Linked DNA regions of Mus musculus: region 2 is linked to region 1. A link is a contact called in public HiChIP or PLAC-seq data. All regions are on one chromosome and are shown on one strand. Each heading gives the region's core, a stretch centred on a gene start, on an enhancer-like site or on the middle of the called end of the contact. The rest is flanking DNA. Distances are from core to core; before and after follow the strand shown. Region 1 overlaps Spg11 (SPG11, spatacsin vesicle trafficking associated). Region 2 holds the start of Spg11 (SPG11, spatacsin vesicle trafficking associated).

The links. HiChIP or PLAC-seq counts read pairs in DNA pulled down with a chosen protein or histone mark.
Region 2: a contact with region 1 is called in an H3K4me3 HiChIP or PLAC-seq map of bone marrow-derived macrophages, with 2.1 times the contacts expected there. The contact joins the promoter of Spg11 here to the enhancer-like site in region 1. A contact is called at or near these places in 1 of 15 datasets of contacts at CTCF or cohesin (CD8 T cells), 29 of 484 Hi-C or Micro-C datasets (B cells, the Ba/F3 cell line, the C2C12 cell line and 20 more), 7 of 115 datasets of contacts at active chromatin or transcription factors (the HPC-7 cell line, the SCID.adh cell line, bone marrow-derived macrophages and 2 more) and 4 of 9 other capture datasets (adipose tissue, embryonic stem cells, liver and 1 more).

What each region holds. Positions count from the first base shown.
Region 1 is chr2:122,067,054-122,073,103 of GRCm38.p6, forward strand. Spg11 (SPG11, spatacsin vesicle trafficking associated) reads right to left here. Exons shown (of 40, transcript NM_145531.2): 24 at 5,793-5,952; 25 at 5,002-5,256; 26 at 3,812-4,012; 27 at 2,816-2,923; 28 at 1,686-1,848. Among named protein-coding and RNA genes, the nearest start is that of Eif3j1, 41 kb to the left of the region's middle. Within about 2 kb of position 2,673, at least 16 of the 459 cell types and tissues checked have an H3K27ac peak or open chromatin away from gene starts, as enhancers often do. A contact at or near this core is called in B cells, the CH12 cell line, the HL-1 cell line and 3 more, where this site is marked.
Region 2 is chr2:122,113,931-122,119,855 of GRCm38.p6, forward strand. Spg11 (SPG11, spatacsin vesicle trafficking associated) reads right to left here and starts at 4,456. Exons shown (of 40, transcript NM_145531.2): 1 at 4,191-4,456; 2 at 678-859. The coding sequence starts at 4,438.

The DNA of each region.
Region 1 (6,050 bases), core at 1,423-3,922:
TTGGGTCAGTTTGACAGGCGAAAAGCCTGGAAGCTGTTCACGAGGATAAGAGTTCCATGGAAATTTTCCTCCCAGAGTTATGGCATTTCTTTCCCTAACCCATAATATTCAAATTTCCACCACGTTAGTCTAATGTATAGATTCACGTGCACTCTATTAAGAATTACCTTATAGTAAATGCCTTTTAAGATTGTATTCTAACATAGCTAAAGCCTTTTCCCAGTGTTCTTAGATTCCAGATAGCAGCAAGGAGTTTAACCTATTCAGTAACTAATTAAGCACTACCATAAAACAATTAAGCACTAGCCATTAATTCAGTTGTCTGCAGAAAGAGTCTGGAATTCTCACTGAGATAGAAATTCATATTACAGACTACATTCCATGCCAAGAGCAAATTAATATACTATACTGATAAATGAGGATCCTTCAGACAAGATAATTTAACAAGGCCTAGAGAATTTTGGGGTCACTACATTATTCTTGAGGCGTGTCAAGAGTTAACAACCCTGGTGCTATTAACACTAAGTGTAAAACTCTTGCCTGGCAGAAGGTGCTATTCTCTAGTGTAAACATTTATCTGGTCCCTACAAATTCCCTTTGAAGTCACTCCCCTTGCATCTGTGCTAATCTCTAGTGTTAAACATTTATCTGGTTCCTTTTGAAGTCACTCCTTTTGCACCTGGAAAAATTCAATGTGCCTTATTCTGTTATGATTTGCAATTTACTCTGTATTATAAAAAGTCTGAGGCTCGACTGGAAAATTACATTCAGATCCAACACCACTCTTGCGTGTTTGTCTGTCTGTCACTCCATCCGACTCTTTGCTCATCTGCTTAAGAGATCCCATTCCACACAGACCAGGGGCCCAGAGGGTCTGTAGCACATGTATATATGGCATTTAGCACTTTCAGTGTGTATATATATATATATATATATATATATATATATATATATATGAGTGTATGTGGTATGTGTGTGAGGGAGTATGTGTGTATACCTTGCAATATCCTTAGTCAAAGTCTGGCTGAACTTGCCCACCTTGCTCTAAGAACTGGTAGCGATAAGATTAGCACATGAAATCAGCCTCTACTATACACATGTGGCTTTTATTAGACAGGATCTTACTGTGAAGTCCAGACTGGCCTTGATCTCATGACAATCTTCCTACCTCAGCTTTCTGGGCACTGGGCCTATAGGTGTGAACCACCATGCTGTCAAGTGTCTCAGATTGGTGCTCTTCAATATCATAGTAATCCGCTAACCTTGGAGACAATGACTCAGGTTAGCTTGCTCATTCCCCCCCCCCACCTCTCTGTGTGTGTGTGTGTGAGAGAGAGAGAGAGAGAGAGAGGGAGAGGGAGGGAAAGAAGGAGGGAGGGAGAGGGAGAGAGAGGAGACGGAGGGAGGGAAGAAGGGAGGGAGGGAGGGAGGGAGAGAGAGAGAGGAAGAGAGAGAGAGAGAGCAAGCACACTTGCAAGAGCGAGCATGTATCAGCTGCTTAGAAGGACTGGTTGCACTACAGTAGATGCTGCTGTTACAGATGACCTCTTCATGCTCAGTTATGGATGGACGTCAGTGTGCTGCTATCTATCCAATATATCTAATATTCTGACCGCCTTCCAAAAATAATTCCAACATACAAGAGCTAACAACTTGGCAGCAGCTTCAGAATAAAACTGTCTTACCGTCAGAGAAGAGCTGCTCAGTGCCAACAAACAGTTGGAGGAGTTTCCCCAGCTCATACTGCGTCTCACACTGCTGCGGCATAAGTTTCAAAAGGAAACAAACCTGGTCTTTCATCCACGAGGCAGGTATGATAGGAAGGACCCTTGCGGCCACTGTGTCAAGCTAGGAAAGACAACAGAGGCTCAGAAGAGTTTGTGGGAATGAACAGGCAGAACCCCATGAGGCCGGAGAGGTGGCTCAGTGGTTAAAGGCACTGACTGCTCTTCCAAAGGTCCTGAGTTCAATTCTCAGCAACCACATGGTGGCTCACAACCATCTTTAACGGAATCTGATGCCCTCTTATGGTGTCTGAAGAGAGTGACAGCGTACTCACAGATATAAAATAAATAAATCTAAAAAAGGAAAGAAAAAGCAGAACCCCCAAATCTGGGATCAAGAAAGCCCCGAACATTCCCAAGGCTTCTTACTACTCTCATGGGCCTATCACAAAAGGAGGGTCTGTGCACCCGACAGATGGCAGGAAGCAGTGATGGGGACAAAGGCAGCTCTGCCACTCTGCAGGAAGTGCTGGTGAGGGGGCTATGTGTGTGACAGTCCAGAGTGCCAAACTCTAGGAACCACCGAAGTCCCAGGCTTAAATGCCTCCTACTATCAAATCAGTCCCCCTGTGCTATTCCTAACCAACCATGCTTCACTTGGCAGCTCCCTAGAAGGGGTCTGGGCTTGTATTTGAGCCCAGAAGATTTTTTAAAAAGATTTCTTTATTATTATGTCTAAGTACACTGTAGCTGTCTTCAGATGCACCAGAAGAGGGTGTCAAGAGCCAGCCTGCATTTGACAAAGAACCATCCCTCTCTTCTTGGTGTCCACAGCAGGGACCACTGATCTCAGCCCCACTAAGTTTGGCTACTCCACCAGGACACAGATAACAGTAGCACATGACGTGACACTTCTGTTTACGGTAACTACAAGTCACAACGCCACCTGTCTGGCTTCTCTGAAATGACAGTGACTCATTGTCAATCACATGGCACAACCAGTTGTCTACTGCTTCCCCATACCACCCACCAGCATGAAGACCTGCCAACCAACTTTAGACCTGAGAGGAGGACACTCCAATTCCACCTACTGTTTCAAGGCTTTTCTGGAACTCCAAAAGTTTAACTTTGGCTTTCTCGTAATTCTTGAAGAACATACACAGTTCATACATCTCCATAATCAATAGAAGTGGGGAATCCTTTGAAGAAGAGTTAAAATTAGAAAATCCAGATCATCAAAGATATTAATAATGGAAGAATCAAATTAAGTTTCCCATGTTATTTCCTTTTGGGGGAAAAAATTAACCATCCACTAGGCGGCGCTATGGCCCCAACAAACATTCCCGGAGGCAAAAGAGCACCAGCCACTTACCCTCCTACTGGTTGGTCTCTGTGGTATCAACTAGCCTATTTTTGGTGGGGTTGTCAGGCCAGAAAAGAGGAATTTAGGATTAGAAGTGATGAATCTGAATTGTAAGCGTGCCTACTTGAGTATGTGCGGTTTGAGTTATGTATTAGTTATCAGTCTGTAAAAGAAAGGTAATGCCACTTCCTAACACACAAAATATTTTTATAAAGTATTGTGAGAACTTACTAAACCAATACATATAAAGTACTCTGCTAAATAAATACAGTATATCTCAAAGGTCCTAGGGCTGGATACCCAATACTAAACTAAACACACACACACACACACACACACACACACACACACACACACACACACACACACACACACACACAAGTTCTATTACCATTAATATTTCTTGTGTAATTCTTTTTTGGTTTTTTGAGACAGGGTTTCTCTGTATAGCCCTGGCTGTCCTGGAACTCACTTTGTAGACCAGGCTGGCCTCGAACTCAGAAATCCGCCTGCCTCTGCCTCCCAAGTGCTGGGATTAAAGGCGTGCGCCACCACGCCCAGCTACCATTAATATTTCTTGTTGACTTTAAAAAAAAAAATCCAGGTCTGATAATAAGAAAAAGCCAAGGAATGCTATGTTGACACCCTGAGGTTCTGGAATGTCTGAAGTGTGTGTGTGCACTCATGAGTGTGAGTGCATATGTGTGTATGTGTATAACAATACCTTAATAAAGAGCTGGAAACCTCGGATGAGAGTGTGGCTCTTGCGTCTTGTCAATACAGTTCTCCAGATGATGGACAGGTCCTTCAGGCTCCAGTGATGGTCCTCTACAGAGATCTGAATGTGTCCCATTGCTTCAGCTGCAACCTTGTCCTCCACGGAGGTGACAATCCAAACACAGAGACAGGAGACAACACTGGCACCCTACCATTGGATAAGAATGTTTCAAAATGAAGGAACTGGGCCTCGATCACACAGATGGACAAAACTCCACTAACTAGCTGGAATCAGCTTGTGAGAAAACCTTCCCCAACAAGGTGCTAAGGAAGAGGAGGAGGGTGCCTGCCTAGCAGAGCACCTTCCTGAGGGCAGCCAGAAACTGAGTCCCCACCGTAGGCTTCACTGGTGCCAGGAGACAGCTTAATGGACAGACAGCCTGAGGTCTGACCTTGGAAGCAGGTGTAAGAGCCTCACAATTGTCCCCTGTAGCTACTTCAGGCCCCTCCCACCTTACTGCTTGCTTCCTTCCTTTCCCTTCTTCCTTCTTCCTTCTTGTTCTCTGTTTTGTCTCTGCGTACATGAGCCCATGTGTGTTAATGCTCACAGAGGCCTGAAGAGGACAACGGATTCCCTAGAGCCAGAATAACAGGCAGCTCTGAGCACTGAACTCCAGTTCTCTGCAAGAGCAACAAGCACCCCTAACTCCTGAGCTAGCTCTCCAGCCCCAGCTCATTACTTCCTCATGTGTGCATGTACACACCTGTCATGGACCTATGGCTGTCAGCTATTTCCTTTCACCTCGTGAGTCTCAGGATTCAAACTCGTGGTCAAATTTGGTGTCAAGGGGCTTTGCTGGTCTGTGTTTTGTTCTGTTTTGTAGTTCTGACATTTTGAAAGACTTCCTTGATTTCTAATTGTGTGTGTGAGTATCTGAGTGTTAAGTGTGAGTGCTGGTGTTCATGAAGCCCAGAAGCCTTGAAACCACAGAAGTCTGCGTTAAAAGTGGCTATGAGCCACCAAATATGGGTGCAGGGAAGTCAGTCAGGTCCTCTGTGAGAGCAGTGTGTGCTCCTAACTACCAAGCCATATGAGACCGGGTCTTAGTTTATGGCCAGCATCCACCCCTAGCCTGCCACTGTCCTGACAAAGCCACCAAGCAGGTAGAGTTTTAGCACCCACTGTGGCCAGCTCACCTGCACACACGAGGCCAGGACACTGAGGATGGGAGCCCGATGTCTCACTGCCTCAGCCAGGAGCCAGCTCCAAGAGGTGGACTCATCTGAGCACCGGTGGAGAATTTCAAAGAAATTACTCGTTTCTCCTTTGTTTTTCTGGAGTTCCTGGAGGCAGCTGTCATCCCTAGAGATGGACCCTGATGACAGTTTCTCAGAAGCCAGCTTCAAGTGGCTCTGAAGGACAGGACTGAAATACTGAAGAAGAGATTCCACCTAGAGAGACGATTAAAACACACTCAGTGTTCTTTTTCACAGAGTGAGTTTTTACAAAAAGCCAGGTGGTAGTGGCACTTTAGTCCCAGCACTTGGAAGGCAGAGGCAGATGGATCTCTATGTTAAAGGCAACTCACATTACAGCCAGGGCTATACAGAGAAACCCTATTTCAAAAAAACAAAAAACAACAACAATAAAAACAGGGCTCAGGATGATTCTTTATAATGCTGAGCTGTGGGAGAGAAGACCATGTGATGTTTGTTACAACATCCAGCTATCTGGCCCAGGGTGGCTGGGCTAGAACTTGCAATCCTGCCTCCCAAGTTTCCATAGTACTGAGACTGCAGACCCGAGCACACAGTTGGTTGCTTTTAAGGGAATTTGAGTGAATGTCTATGTTAAACCTAGAATCCTAGAAACTTGTCCACATCTGTCCAATGATTTGGCCCTTGCCTGACACCAGGTTATAGACTCAGCCAATGTGGGTCTCGAGCAGACAGTCCTGGAGAACACAGTGCCAGGGAGTGTGGTTTACCTCTGCTGGGTGGTAGTTATGCAGCTGGCTGTGGACCAGGAACTGCAGCCAGTCATTGGCTTTGGCACATTCTCTAAGGTAGGACACGCTCAGCTTCCTGTCATGGAGCATGCAGAACTGAAGCACTAATGCCCACTGGCTGCTGGACTCACTGGACAACCTATAATAAAATTGGGGATGGACAGCAGAGGGAAAAAAAAAAGTCATTAAAATAGAGCTCTCAGGGATAGGCAGAGGCAGGGGATATCTAGGAGTTCC
Region 2 (5,925 bases), core at 3,206-5,705, 49 kb after region 1:
GGAGGATTTTTAAATCCAGGACCAGCTTAGGTAGCTTGGTGATACTCTGCCTGAAAATAAGAGCAAGAAAGGCCTGGGGCTGAGTATGTAGCTCAATGACTGAGTGACAATCTAGCATGTATGAGGCCATGGGTTCACTTCCCAGTATCCCTCTAAAAAACCAGATGGATGTATGATTTCTTCCCCGCTCCCCTCCACCCCTTTTTTTTCCTTTTTGGCAGCCTTACTACGTATCCTAGGTTAGCATCAAACTGAGGTCCTCTGGCTTCTGCCTCAAAAGTGCTGGGATTATAGGCATATCGCCCCTCACTTGCCTGTGACATATATAGCACATTTCTCAGTCACCAAGGGCTTGCCTAGCATTTGTGAGACTCTAGATTTGATTCCCAGTCCTGCAAAAATTAAAGGTACAACTTTATTCCTATTAACTACATTCTGAGTGCTGAACAACTGGCTAGTGGCTATAGTATTGAGCAGTGTAGCCCGCCCTTTTGGTTTCACCTCTATGAGAACTTCTCATAACTTCTCACAAATAGTTGGTCATGGTGGCACACTCCTGACATCCCAGCACTTGTGAAACTGATGGAGGAGGACCACATGTTTGAGGGTGGCCTGTGCTACACAGTCACACTGTCTAAGAAAGGAAGCAAAAGTCCCAGACCTAAAATGACACTTACTGACACCTTGATCTTCAGTGAGCTTCTGCAGTGTCCTCCCACAACAGCCGTGTAATAAGGCTGCGTCACATCTTCCATCTCTCAAGTCAAATTCATATACGAGCAGCTCATAATCTTCTCTGGCAACAAGCAGCTTGGGCCTGTCTCTTGATGTGCTGTTCTGAGACTCCTCCCATAGGAACCTAAGAAAAAAAGTTTAGATTTATTGTGTTTCTATACCCACAATCCCACTAACCACAATAGTGGGGACCAACGGGCAGAACAAGGACAGCTTAGTTCACTGACAGCACCAACTCCACAATCCAGCCTAAGGGAATGAAAACACCGTCACAACTCTCTTCCTTCCCTTCCCTTCCCGTCTCCTAACTTCTTCCCACTCTTTTCCTCTACACTGAGAGTGGGGGTATGAAGTGAACACAGGGCAAGAAACTGTTCCCTTCAGCTTTTTAAACATCTTTTAAAAGCCTAATTATTCTTTGTAGGCCTGACTGTCCTGGTACTTGCTATGTAGACCAGGCTGGCCTCAAACTCACAGAGATCCACCTGTCTCTTCCTCCTGAGTGCTGGGATCAAAGGCATGTGCCACCATACCCAGTTGTAAATTTATTCCTTATAAAGTAAGTATATTACTTATTATAATCAATAAAATGGGCTTATACAGCTGGCGGTGACTCAAGTGGTTGAGAATACTTGTTCACAAATACAGTAACTGCAGTTCCAGGGGATCTGACATCCTTTCCTGGTCTCTGCTGGTACCATGCACATGATGCACATATATACTTGCAGGCAAACGCTCACAAACAAAAAATAAATAATGTTTTAAATGGGCTTTGACTGAATTGGATTATTTCAGATTTAAAAATTAATTATTTACATCTGCAGTCTTTGAGTACTCCAGAATGCTATGTTACAGAACAACCCTCCCTAATAGAACTTTGTGATGATACAAATGTTCTATTTCAGTGCTGCTCAAGACAGCCAACAATCCGTGGGCAGATATGGCTACAGGGCACTTCTACTGTGGGTACTGCAAAAAAGAACTGTTACGGTAAAGACGGTCCAGCTTAGCCACATGTGGCTGGCTAATGACTATCATACTAGACAGCATAGTCACCAAAGTTGGCTAGCAAGGACAGAGAGAGACTAATTATATTACATTATATTTTAAAATAAACCTAAGGGCTGTAGAAGTTGCTTAGGGGCTAAAGAGCTAGCTCCACAGGCTGGAGAGTGGCACTTGGATACTCAGAACCCACACGAGAGCCAGTCAGGCTTGGTGGCCTGGCTGCCTGTAATCCTAGCACTCAGGAGTCAGAGACAAAAGATCCTGGGGACAAGCTAGCCATCTAGACCAACTCAAGCCTGTGAGCTCTTGGTTTCAGATCGAGACTCTGACTCTGAAATGAAGAGGAGGGTCAGCAATGGTTCATCAGGGAAGGACACATGCATGTGCTTTGCAACCTGAGTTGGATCTCTGAACTCCATGTCAAGGTGGATGCAGAGAACCAACCGCATGGAGTTGTTTTCTGACCTCCACAGTTTTATGCTGTGCCATGTTCATGAGCACGTGCACACACACCCAAACATTAATAATAATAAATAAAAAATTCAAATTACTGTGGCAAGCAATCTAGGAAGACACTCAATATCAATATCAGGCCTCCACATGTATACATGCACACATTCACACACATGTAAAAACTAAAATAAAAAGGTCCAAGCTGGGCATAGCAACATTGTCTTAGCTACTCAGAAGGCCGAGGAAGGGTCTCTTGAGCCCAGAAACTGAACACCCTAAGCAACATAGCAAGACTCTATCACTGGGTTGGAGAGATGGCTCAGCGGTTAAGAGGGCAGACTGCTCTTCCAAAGGTCCTGAGTTCAAATCCCAGCAACCACATGGTGGCTCACAACCATCTGTAACAGGGTCTGATGCACTCTTCTAGTGTGTGTCTGAAGACAGCTACAGTGTATTCATAGTAATAAAATAAATAAATCTTAAAAAAAGAAAAGACTATCACTAATATGTATGAGCCAGATCTGGTGACTCGATAGCAATCACTTTCTTTAGTGGCTGAGACAAGAAGACTGAGTTTGGGGCCAGTCTGGGCTACAGAGAAAGACCTATCTTAAGATCAGTCAATATGGCCCAACTCTGAAAACACTAAAAGAGATGAGGCTACCACTCTGATAGTTTCAACTTCTTTTAAAAACTTTGCTTTTCTACAATAATAAGTTTATATTAAATGGGGTGGCTATGAGGTTCTTATTAGAAACACTGACAGTTCCCATTTCTGCCTTTATATACCAAGAACACACAGGCACTCCAACACACACCAGACATGAGAACAGTAGAAAGCTGGGATGGAAGTACGTGCTTATAATTCCAGCATTGGAGAGGAGGAGGTAAGAGGGTTGGGAACTCACAGGCATCCTTGGGTCCAGGCCAGCCTGAGCTCCATGAGACCGTATCACAAGGGGGTAAAAAGATGGGTTAAAATACTTGCTGACTCAGCAAACTCATCTTGTGTCTATAGAGCTGTTGAAGAGCCTGGAGACTCAAAGTGAGATACCTGTTGGCTATACAGTCTCATATAGATTGATCCTAAAATACTTACTTCCCTTTATTAAAAAGGTCAGCATATACTCAGGGGACTTCTAAACTTTATGATGTAAACTGTTTTATGAAAAGTGGAAAGCAATATAATATTGTAATTCTCTACCTTCTCAATCCATGGGAGCCTCATGTCTAAGAAACAGCGGACATGCCAGGTATGGAGTATACAAGCCTGTAATCTCAGCATTAGAAGGGGTAAAACAGGAGGATTGTGAATTGCAAGCCAATCTGGCTATATCTTGAGACTGTGATTTAAACATGGAAAACGTAGGGCTGGAATACCGTTCAGTGACCTCAGAGCACTTGTGTAAATGAATGGACAAGTTTAAAGAGGAGCAGGGGCTGGAGTGGGCGTGGTGGTGGCTGTGTTTGCAAGAAAACATTATTTTAGAGACAAAAAAAAATGCTTTAGAAATAAGCCTTATCTGGCATTTTAAAACAAAGTAGACTGTCTGGTAGTGCAGGCAGAGACAGGCCGATCTCTGTAGGCTCCAGGCTATATTTCGAGTTCTAGAATACCTAGGGATACATAGTGAAGAGGGGGAGGAGGAGGTAGAGAAAGATAGGCTTAGAACTCCTTTCAGTGACAATCTGTATTGAATTAAAGAAACAGGACCTGTGCTGAGACCCATCCAGGGTTTGCAGGGGCTATCAAGGAGTGAGACATCTTCTCTGTCCACCCAGGAAGTGAGCCGTGAGTTGCAACAAGGTGAGGATTTCACTTCGGGATGGGAAAGGTTCCGAGAGGCACGGGGCTCGATCCTGAGGAGGCTCCCCAGTGGTTCATCCTCTCCCACCAACCCAGGGGCCGGCGAGAGGCGAGCCCAGGACTCCCCTCCGGAGCGGCTCAGATTTCAGCCTCCTCCCACAGCCTGCAGCCGTCCCGCAGCACTTACTGCCTAAAGGGTCCTGGGAGGCAGCAGCTGCTCCCACCCCTGCTGCCCGGCGCCAAGGAAAGCACTTGGAGACTGCCCGCAGCCGTCAGGCTCCCCAGGGCCTCCAGCTCTCGGTGCAGCTGCGCCCGCGGTCCCAGCTGCGCCGTCTCCTCAGCTGGGATCCGCACCAGCAGCATGGGCAGGACCCGCTCCATGGCCCCGGCACAGCCGGGGGAGGCAGCACTTCCGGGCCCTGGCTGGGCAGCCATCTTGGCCTGGGCGGTCCTTCCGGTAGAGGCGCCCGAATGCGTCACGGACCTGCGCAGTGATTCGGACCTTGTGACTCTCACGAGAGAGGCGGTCCTGCGCCCGGCATTTGCTCAGCTTGGGGTGGAGGCGGCTCTAAACGGAATCCTGCAAAAACCACGCCTGCCCCTCCCTGCTCAGCTCAATTCAATAATACGCCAGGGCCTTTCAGCTGCTTGTGCTGTCCTTGCTACCAAAGATTTCTAAGGCAGGTGCTTCTTACTCCATTGAAACCCTGTTGCTGGCTCCTCTTCACTTTTTGTGCTGCTCGGTTAACAGGCATCTGGTAGTGCGCTTTTCTTGGTAGCAAGTACTCTTTTAAAGTCTAGAACTAATAAAGAACCCTCTACCATTTTAAAAAAAAAAAAAAAAAGCAGGGCTTCACAACAGACCCCCTCCCCCCATCCCCGGCTTCGAGAAATCGGCCCCTCTACGGAGTGGTATGGAGTTTTGGAAAGCAACTATCTCCATCAGATGCCTGGGATCCCAGAGTTTGAAAAATCAATCTGACTCATTTCCCCCATCAGGAAGTTTTGAAGAGCAGTTTACCAAAAATAAAATAAAATAAAATAAAATAAATTCTACAAGCCCTTCCTCCTCCTGACTGCAAAAACTAATTTTCAGACCCTTCGAGATGAATTTTCTTGTACCCGTGGGTACCCAGTCTCAGGATTTGGGAGTGTAAACTTCTCAGACCAATAGATCTCCTTTTGAGGTCAAACAATCTATTCTTTGTGGTCCTCCACCAAGGACTCTGTTACAAACATGAAGGTTAACATGGAGATTGAAGTCAAACGATATCCTTTGTAACAGATGGATGCATACAGAGTAGAGATGGTGAAATAGTTCACCTTTCAATTTCTTCTGTTTTTCTCAGGAAAGTACAATCTGATACAGAAGAGAAGAGGTAGAGAGCTATTGAAAAGGCATTTGGTCAAGCTATTTATTTGATAAAGGTTCTCTAGTGGCCTTAGACACCTGATCCTCCTTCACCAGCTTTTCAGGTTCTAGGAATACAGGATTATGCCTCCATGCCTACTTAACAGTGTCTTTCTAACACAGCCACTTCTACAAACTGAACATTTTGACTTAATGGCAACCTGCTAACATGCCTTCCTGGCTCAGTCTAAAGTCTAAAGCCCCTCTCTATTCCAGTCACTCTCAAATCATAGTATTTATGACTAATTAACATTTTATGTCAATTCCTGACCAAACTCTATGTAAGCCTGGAAATAGCAGAGACCTGTGCACCACTGTTATCTTCCTGCCTGAATCCCAGCCTGGCTCATAAAAGGTACTTTAGTATTTCTTGATGAATGCAGGACTTCATTTGACAAAATGCTGCCATGTTCTTCTCTTTCTTTCTTTCTTTCTTTCTTTCTTTCTTTCTTTCTTTCTTTCTTTCTTTCTTTCTTTCTTTCTTTCTTTCTTTCTTTTAAATTTACTTTAT